2 separate regions of the Canis lupus genome follow, and region 2 is linked to region 1. A link is a contact called in public Hi-C data. All regions are on one chromosome and are shown on one strand. Each heading gives the region's core, a stretch centred on a gene start, on an enhancer-like site or on the middle of the called end of the contact. The rest is flanking DNA. Distances are from core to core; before and after follow the strand shown. Region 1 has its middle 29 kb from the start of MAB21L3. Region 2 has its middle 64 kb from the start of CD58.

Evidence for each region. A called contact is a pair of places that touch in the nucleus more often than the background predicts.
Region 2: a contact with region 1 is called in a Hi-C map of amygdala, with 5 times the contacts expected there. The contact joins two enhancer-like sites. A contact is called at or near these places in 6 of 9 Hi-C or Micro-C datasets (amygdala, blood, liver and 1 more).

The regions. Positions count from the first base shown.
Region 1 is chr17:54,137,523-54,141,929 of UU_Cfam_GSD_1.0, forward strand. No RefSeq gene overlaps it. Among named protein-coding and RNA genes, the nearest start is that of MAB21L3, 29 kb to the left of the region's middle. Within about 2 kb of position 2,154, at least 2 of the 20 cell types and tissues checked have an H3K27ac peak or open chromatin away from gene starts, as enhancers often do.
Region 2 is chr17:54,472,571-54,476,977 of UU_Cfam_GSD_1.0, forward strand. No RefSeq gene overlaps it. Among named protein-coding and RNA genes, the nearest start is that of CD58, 64 kb to the right of the region's middle. Within about 2 kb of position 1,816, at least 5 of the 20 cell types and tissues checked have an H3K27ac peak or open chromatin away from gene starts, as enhancers often do.

The sequences.
Region 1 (4,407 bases), core at 904-3,403:
GGAAAAGAAGGGATCCCAGGACCTTGGGATCACGCCCTGAGCCAAAGGCAGATGCTCCTCCTATTTCTTGATGAGACTTAACAAGTAATCATTGTTTGCTTAGTTCATCTTCATATGTTTTTCATTAATTTCTGCTCATATCTTTCTTTCCCTCTACTTCTTTAGGTTTATTCTGATTTTTTTTTATAACTTCTTAAATGCTTAGCTCAGTATTCCTCAGTGCTTCTTCTTTTCTACGTATATGAATCCCCTTTTAATACCATTTTAGTGGAATCCCACAGGTTTTGTAAATTGCATTTTCATCTCATTTAGTTCTGTTTATTTTCTGATTTCTACCATGATTTCCTTGTTGACCCATGAGGTACTTAGAAGTTTTTAAAAAGTATTACTTTCAAACAAGTTGGGTTTCCTAGTTATGTTTTCATTACTAATTTCTAAATAGATTGCATTATAGTCAAAGACAGTGGTCTTGGGGTGCCTGGTTGGCTTAGTTGGGTAAGCATCAGCCTCTTGATTTAGGCTCAGGTCATGATCTCAGGGTCATAAGATAAAGCCCAGTGGGAATCAGGCTCCACACTCAGCTAGGAGTCTGCTTGCCCCTCTCCAGCCACTCCTTCCCCCAATTCTTTTTTTTTTTTTAATTTTTATTTATTTATGATAGTCACACAGAGAGAGAGAGAGAGAGAGAGGCAGAGACATAGGCAGAAGGAGAAGCAGGCTCCATGCACCGGGAGCCCGACGTGGGATTCGATCCCGGGTCTCCAGGATCGCGCCCTGGGCCAAAGGCAGGCGCTAAACCGCTGCGCCACCCAGGGATCCCTCCTTCCCCCAATTCTTGCATGCTCTCCTATATATGCGCATGCATATACTCTCTCTCTCTCTCAAATAATAAAACAATAAAATCTTTATTTTTTAAAAGATTTTATTTATTTATTCATGAGAGACATAAAGAGAGGCAGAGACATAGTCAGAGGAAGGAGCAGGCTCCATGCAGGGAGCCCAATGTGAGACTTGATCCCAGGACCCCGGGATCATGACCTGAGCCAAAGGCAGATGGTCAACCACTGAGCAACCCAGGCATCCCTCAAAAAAATCTTTTTGAAAGTCTTAAAAAAAAAAAAAAAGAGACAGTGGTCTGAAGGTCCCAATCCTTTGATGCTGGTGGAGGTTAGCTTTTCACCTAGCGCTTCTGCATTGGTCAATGCACAGGATGCAGTGTGTGAGTTTAGATACAAGGTGCAAGGAATGTCAGTCAGATCATGCATTGCTCAAAGTTTGTATATATTTCAGGTTTCTTCTTGGCTGCATTTTCCAACATTTGTTAAGAGAGTCGTTTTAAAATTTCCCGTTATGAGTGTGGATTTTTTTATTTCTCCTTATAATGCTGACAACTTGTGCTTAATATACTTTTCAGATTATATTGTTAGGGGCATACAGGGCTAGAATGTTTATATCTTCCCAGTAAACTGAAGACTTTATCCTTATAAGGTGACTCTTTAACTATTGTAAACATTGATTTTTGTCTGATGTTAATATCAGGACACCACCACTTGATTTGCCCAACTTTATAATTTTCCATCAGTTAGCTTTCAACCTATTTGTATCTTTACATTGCTGATCACTTTGTCTATTATAAATGGCTGATTTCTTTAAAAAAAAATCCCATCTGACAATTGAAGTCTTTTGACTTCTAATGTTTAATCCATTTATATCTATTCTGATGACTAACACATTTGGATTTATTGCTACTCCTGTACTTTCTCTGTGACCCATTTTCTAAACCTTCTTTTTCTCGCCCCACCATCTTGTCCTTTTAAGTACAAAATTGAGGTGTTTTTTTTCCCTTTTTTCAGTTTCTTTCCCCCCCTTACTAGTTCGTAAGGTCCATACGCTTTCTGTCCTTTTAATGGTTACCAAGGCTGTTTGTACATATAGACTAATTCTATAGGCTAAAGTCAAAAGTTAACCAATACCTTTTTTTCTCACAACAAGGACCGCAGGGGTTTGGCTTCTATCACTCCCTGTCCCTTGTTATCTGCTACTGTGACCCTGGATTTGGATTCTAGCCTGCTTGCCACTACCCACCACACACACACACACACACACACACACACATGCATGCACACACACACACACACACACACACAGAGAATGTCTTTTGTCCCATGGTATCCCCAGTATGTGGCACACAGCAGATGACCAGTAACCCTGCAGGGCACAGACAAATGGAGCTTCCAGCAGCAATGGAGCTGGCTTCTCATGATGATTTTGGTTTGAGCATTTGGTGGAACAAATACGCCTGATTGCTTTAGAGCTCCAAGTATCCTGATGTGGTGTCTGATATCCTAGGGAGTCCCTGGTCTCTGTCCACCACTCATAATCTGGGTCCTCTCCATTTTTCAAATCATGTAACTCCTCTGATCCCAATCCTCCAGTCACTTCCCATCCCACTCATCCTGAACCTTTCTCCTCCTCCTCTCCTTTCTCACACCCACTTCCAGTCACATCTTGCTCTTCTAGAATATTCCAGGCATGACTCCACCTTAGGACGTTTTGCTTGTTGTTCCATCTGAAGACCTTCCCTAACCTCCTACTATGAACTAGTATCACTGGTCCATACTCCCTCCTTACCCCATTTTTGATATGTTCAACCTCCTGCTCATCTTTATTTCTCTGCATGGCATTCAGCACCACCTAGACATTCTTTCCTTTCTTCCTTTCTTCTTCCTGTCTGTCTGTCTGTCTATCTATCTATCTATCTATCTATCTATCTATCTATCTACCATTTCCCACTAGAGTGAAATCTCTGACAAAGGGACTTCATTTATATTTTCAGGGTTATATTTTTACAACCCTGGACACATATTAAAATGACCAATAAATAATATATTGAATAAAAAATGTTTGTAGAACTCCTTCAGAAACTATCCATTCAGGTCTCAAGCTTCTTAGACATCTTTGTGACTTTTTTTTTCTCTCCTTCAAAATGATAGATCAGAATTCTCTCACTTGAAGACATGGTAGAGGTCTTCACATTTAGAGTGCAGCTACCTGGGGGTTCAGACAGGTTGAACTGTTTGGGCTCAGATCATAAACTTTGAGCTGGCTTATAACTGAAAGTCTAAAATGCTTTTTCCCCCCTTTTTTCCTTTCCTCCTCTTCTTTTTTATCTCCAGAAGGCCCTGAAACTTCTAAACTGCAAACCTAAGCAACATAGGGATTGAAATCCAAATCAGACTCTAGTGAGTCAAACATTTTTTGTAATTCTTCCTCATCTGTGTCCTGTGCTTTGACTTGTCACCCCTGCTCCCTCGCCTTTCCACCCTGGTCCACTGGCATGGTTGTCAGGGCATCAGCATGGACAGGACCCTTCTTGGACATGGGGACCTGTTTTTGTGGGATCTCTCTCTCCCTTTCCTGAAAAGAGAATTACAAGAGTACTGTTGCTTCTTTTCTCTGAATTCAGAATATGTTAGTGGGTTTAAAAGGCATGGGAAGTGCAAGACTTAGGGAAAGTAGTCATCACCACAGAGGTGATCCTGGTGACCAACTGGTGACCTATACAGACCTTCCTTGTATAAGTGAGAAGGGAGAGACCAGAAGAGAGGCAAGAAAATGATTTGCTCAAATTTATAAAGTTCCCAACTGAACTCTCAACTCTCTTCTCCGGCCTGCCCCCACTCAATAAGTAGAGCATTGTCCAACCATTTGCTTCAACCATAACCCACGCGTTATCCTGGAGCCTCTGTTTCCATCACCCCACATCTTCGGTCCACCAGTGAATCCTCTTGGCTGTCCTTTCCAAATATAGTCTGAGTATACATCCCCATGCCCTCCACACTGCTCCCACTGAAGGCCAAGGCACCCCCTCCCCTTTCTAGAGTGCTACAGGGTCTTCCTTACAGGGACTTCCTCACTGGGTTCCTTGCTCCCACTTCTGCCCCCTACCCCACCCAACCCAAGTCTTTCCCACAAGACCCGGTCGTCTCTTTGACATACAAATCAAATTGTGTTTCCCTGTTCCAACCCTTTAGTAGCTTCTGATCCCTCTTGGAAAAAAAAAAAAATCGAAACTCCCCATTGCAGCCCACACAGCCCATATGATCTGCCTCCTGCCCTTCTCTCTGCCCTTGCTTGCCACCTCTCACCTTCACTCCATTTGGGCCACAGGATGCTACCTTCCTTGCCTTGTTTCAAACACAAGCTCGTTCCTGCCCCAGGCCTTTGCACCTGCTTGCCCCTCTGTTCAGAAATCCCTTGGTCCACATGCTGACATCGCCAGCTCTTCCCTGACCAGTCTAACAGGTAGCACCCCTTTGCTCTGTGCCCTCACCCTGCTTGACTCTCCCCATAGTGGGTTGCCTGTTCCTGATTAGAATGTAAGCTTCTCATGGACAGAGTCGTCTT
Region 2 (4,407 bases), core at 566-3,065, 330 kb after region 1:
AGTAGCTACCTTGAACGGAGTTGTGAGGTGATGCATTTATTTATTTATTTATTTTTTGAGGTGATGCACTTAAATCTTAGAATATTTCCAGGCACAAAGTAAGTGCTCAACTACTCCCAGTTATTGGTTAGAACCACAACCTTAGTAGGCAGGGAGGTGATCTTGCCATTTCCCTCCTAAAACCAATTGCACCTCTGGGTGTCCTACCCAGGGCTAGGAGGTGGGAATTGGCCCCTCTGTCCTCCCCAGCAGCTAAACTTTGACATCAGCTTCCTTTTGGCTACTTTTTTGTGCTTGTCTTCTGCAGTCAGTACCCAGAACAAAGTATCTCCTAGAACACACAGAGCAATAAGGTGGCTCCCTGAACGTAAAAGCATTAGGGAAACAGTGGACACCCGCAGAAGCGACCCAGATTTTCTGTAAATGCGTTCCTGGCCACTTAAGATGTTCAGGATATGGAACATCCCCATATCCGTGTATAGGGTTTAAGAGGTAGAAGTATCCAGTTATAAAATAAATAAGCACACACACAACATCCAATATATAAGTTCAGAAAAGACTCAAATTTGATTATAACTGCAAGACCTAAATCTTCCTAAGTCATATTGCCTTCTAACCAGCAGGAAAACTGTATTTGCCAAAATTCTGACACTTCAAGTTACAAATTCACTGGCCAGATAAAGTCATATGATCACATGACCGACCAATTGCAAGACTTAAGGTAGAAAGTGCCTTTATTCAGAGTGGGAGTAGGAGGCTAAAAATGAGGGCTTCTCTTTGTAAAATGTTGGAGGGATAACTCACAGTCACTAGAGCAGTGCCTTTCCCTAAGCCTGTTCACTTCACGGCCTAAGGTACTTCTAGACTATCCTCTACACCCCGCCCCCCCAGCCCTGGGATAAGCTGTCCTGTGAGTCCAGGGGGGCCCAGCAGAGGATTTCCTCTGCTACATCCTCTCGGCCTCCACATCTCATGAGGCACAGAACCCCACTCTGTTGCCTCCACAGCATCTTTCCAAAATTTCCCTCCTTTCCCAACCTGGGTGTCCCCGCTGCAGCTCTACCACCACCAGTCTGGGTTATGGAAATAATTCCCTCATTGTTCCTTCTGCCCCCGTCTGGCTCCCCTTCAAGGTGTCCTGCTGGCAGATTTCTCTTCCAGGTACAAGTCTTGCCAGGATACATCCCTACTCGAGAATGCCCACGATAGGGGCGCCTGGGTGGCTCAGTCGGTTCAGTGTCTGCTAGGGCTTAAGTCGTGATCTGGAGTCCTGGGGTTGAGCCCTGCATTGGGCTCCCTGCTCAGTTGGGAGTCCACTTCTCCCTCTCCTTCTGCTGCTCTCTCTGCTCATGCTTCCTCTATCAATCAAATGAATAAATAAAGTCTTAAAAAAAAAAAAAAGAATGGTCATGATACCCCAGGTCCTGCCCCAAAGTCCAAATTCCTTGGAATTCGGAACACTTTCTATGAATCAGCCTATGCCTGAATTTCTAAGCTGTCTCCCTCACACTTGAAGCTCCAGCAAGAAAGGGCTGCCAGCCACCCCTGAGTATGACCCGTGCTCTCCAGCCACTGCGTTTCCTGCTGCACTTTCATCTGCTGGCATGCTCCCCCGGCCTCAGCCTGTCTCCATCCTGCCTGTCCTGTAGATCCAGGTAAAAGTCTTCCTCCTCCACGAAGCCTAACCCAAGCTGGGACTGCTCTCACCTCCCCAGTGCTGTCACAGCACTTTAGGCTTCTGTTAGGCTTGCACCACGCATCCTTCTGCATTCCCTTCTAGAATGTCAGCTGTCACAGGGCTGGGGGGCCATGCTTCCTTGCTGGTCTTGGTTCCCTGGCCAGCGGCTGGCATTAGCACCCACCATGGCCGTGACCCAGAGGTTTGTAGACTGACTGGCAAAGTTGAGCTAGAGTTGCATGGAAACTGGGTGTGAGTTCCAACAGCTCATGCAATGACCTGTGAGCCCATGGCGAGTCACAAAGCTGGGCGACCATTTACAGCCCTCTGGGAGCAAACATTTGGGCTCTGTCAGAATATACAAATGTAGGTCCACGGTTTCCACAAAAGAGGAGCCCCTTCTGCCTTCCTGGGCTTGTGTTTGAGGGGCTTCACGGGGAGTGATGCTCAGGACTGGTAGCGATTAAGGTCATTCCCCTTCCTCTTTTCTTTTTTTCTTTTTTTTTCTTTTTTTCTTTTTTTAGCTCACAGGAGTAGCTATGAAAATCAAAGCCTTTTGTGTGGGGGAGAGGCAGTCAAGGAAACTGCCAATTACTTAGACAAACCATTTTTCAGTTGAGGACCCTCGATCCCAGGGAAGCAAGGGGCCTGCCCAGGGTCACATGACCAGAGTGGAAGGTGGCACTTAAACCTTCCAGATTCCCAGCTACTACTTTTTGGTTCCACCGTGTCAGCTGCCCAGGTTAAACACACCATGGCTCCCAAGCTTATATGAAGCTTGGGGAAATGCAAGGCCTATGTAGGTTGGTGTGTTCACTTTCATGCTTGCCGTCGTAAAATGATTTTCTGTTTATTCATCCAAACGAGGAACACATGCATTCAATTTTCAAAGTTTAAATTCTGTATGTCTTTCTATCAGTTACTTCAATTTTCCCCTTCTCTGGTCATTGTCACCTTTTTTCCTCGGGGAAGTACCAAAACGGCTTTTTCTGATTGTTGGGGCTAAGAAGTCTCACCAGGATCACCCACTCTGGCTCCAGTTTGTAACTGGCTAGGTTTTATTACAATAGATGAGACTTTGGACCTGGGGCTACTGAAAGGCCTTTTGTTAGTGGATCACAAGGGGTCACTGGGTTTATCTCATTCATTATGCGACCCTACTTTCTCAAGTGGCAAGGTTAAGGCCTGGGGCAAAATGCTGATGGAAAGGAACATTAACCACCAAGTTGTACTGTGTTTGTGTTCATTCCAATCCACTTTCACCTCCCCGAGCTGGTGAAGGTTATAACGACAGCCCAATTCTCTAGTGACTCACTCCAGGAAAAGGACATGTGACAAGAACCTGGATCTCATGGGACTGCTTGCCAGTGGTGCCAAGACAGAGATGGCATTGTTCGGGGAAGCTTCAGGAAGTCAAACATCCGGAGACAGGCGTGCATGGTCAACTCACCCCACAGGCTGGAAGAGAACATTTTCCCCCCCACCGATCAATCTGTGTATTTACCCCTGCAAGGGCAGTCAGAGGACTTCTGGAATATTTATTCCCTTCAGTCTCGAACGCAGCCTTCTCGCTGGCCAGCAAGGGAAGGGACCAGCATCCCTGGAGGCCCACTAAGTGTTGGGGGCCTTGCCGTTGTCAACCCGGAGAGTAGCATTATTCCCTTTCCCACTTTACAGATGAGGACATTTAGGAAGTTAAGAAGTCTGGCCAGGCCTCGCCAGCTATTCAATGGCAGACCCAGGATTCAAACGTCAAGTGTTAAGTCCAGCATCAGAAAATGTTCCCCTTCCCAGCGGGTGCCCGGCGGGCCTCTGAGACCAGCGCTCCCTGGTGGCAGCTACTGGCAGGGCGCTTCTGCACGCTGGGTTTCTCCCCCGCCTCCCACACTTTTTATTCTCACCTCGCAAATTCCACTTTCCAGTGAAGATTTCCCAAGGAGGAAATCCCAGGAGATTGCTCTTTCTCTCTGGAGACTCTCTGCCCGTGCCCCTTGCTTAGCCTTCACAGAGAATATGGCTCTGCTCACACACGTGTGCATGCACCTGCAAACTTCCAGCTGCTCTGTACCTCGAGGGCATGGGCAACGCCTGGAGCCCCAGGAATGCTTAGCATAACATACTACCGAGGGGTGCTGGTAAGCATGCACTGAATGATTAACCGATGGATTTTTAGAGAGAGGCTGCGCGGGTCTCTGATTCTTAGAAGTCGAGAAGCACAGAAATCTCAGACAGGTGGTCGCTGTCTCCCCGGTCAAAGACTCACCGTTGCACCTCGGTCTGTAATGGTCTCCCCATCTTTCCGGGGGGTTCCAGGGAGACTGCCCTGCACTAAACCCATGCCTCCAGCCATCTGCCAGTCCTGACGGGGAGGGAGACGACACCCTGCCTGCATGCCGTGTCCAGGAGGCTTCCTGGCAACCTTACCTGTTCCATCTTTTCCCAAGTCTGGGCGCCCACTCCCAGCACCTCCCCAGGGCCTTGGTGATGAAGGCCACGTACAACACCTGAGTCTCCCCTAAGGCCATATCTGCCTGAGCAAACCCCGGATCTCATCCTCTTCCCTCCTGGGATTCGAACTGTTTTCTTTTCCCTTAACTTACTGCCTTTCCTCTCTGAGTGGTCTGCTTCTTTCTAGCCCTTTGAGAAGAACAAAGATATCAGAGCACCAGCATCAGCCTGGCATGTTTGCTCTCAATTTCCACCCCTCCTGTCACTCTGAGGTTCCCGGG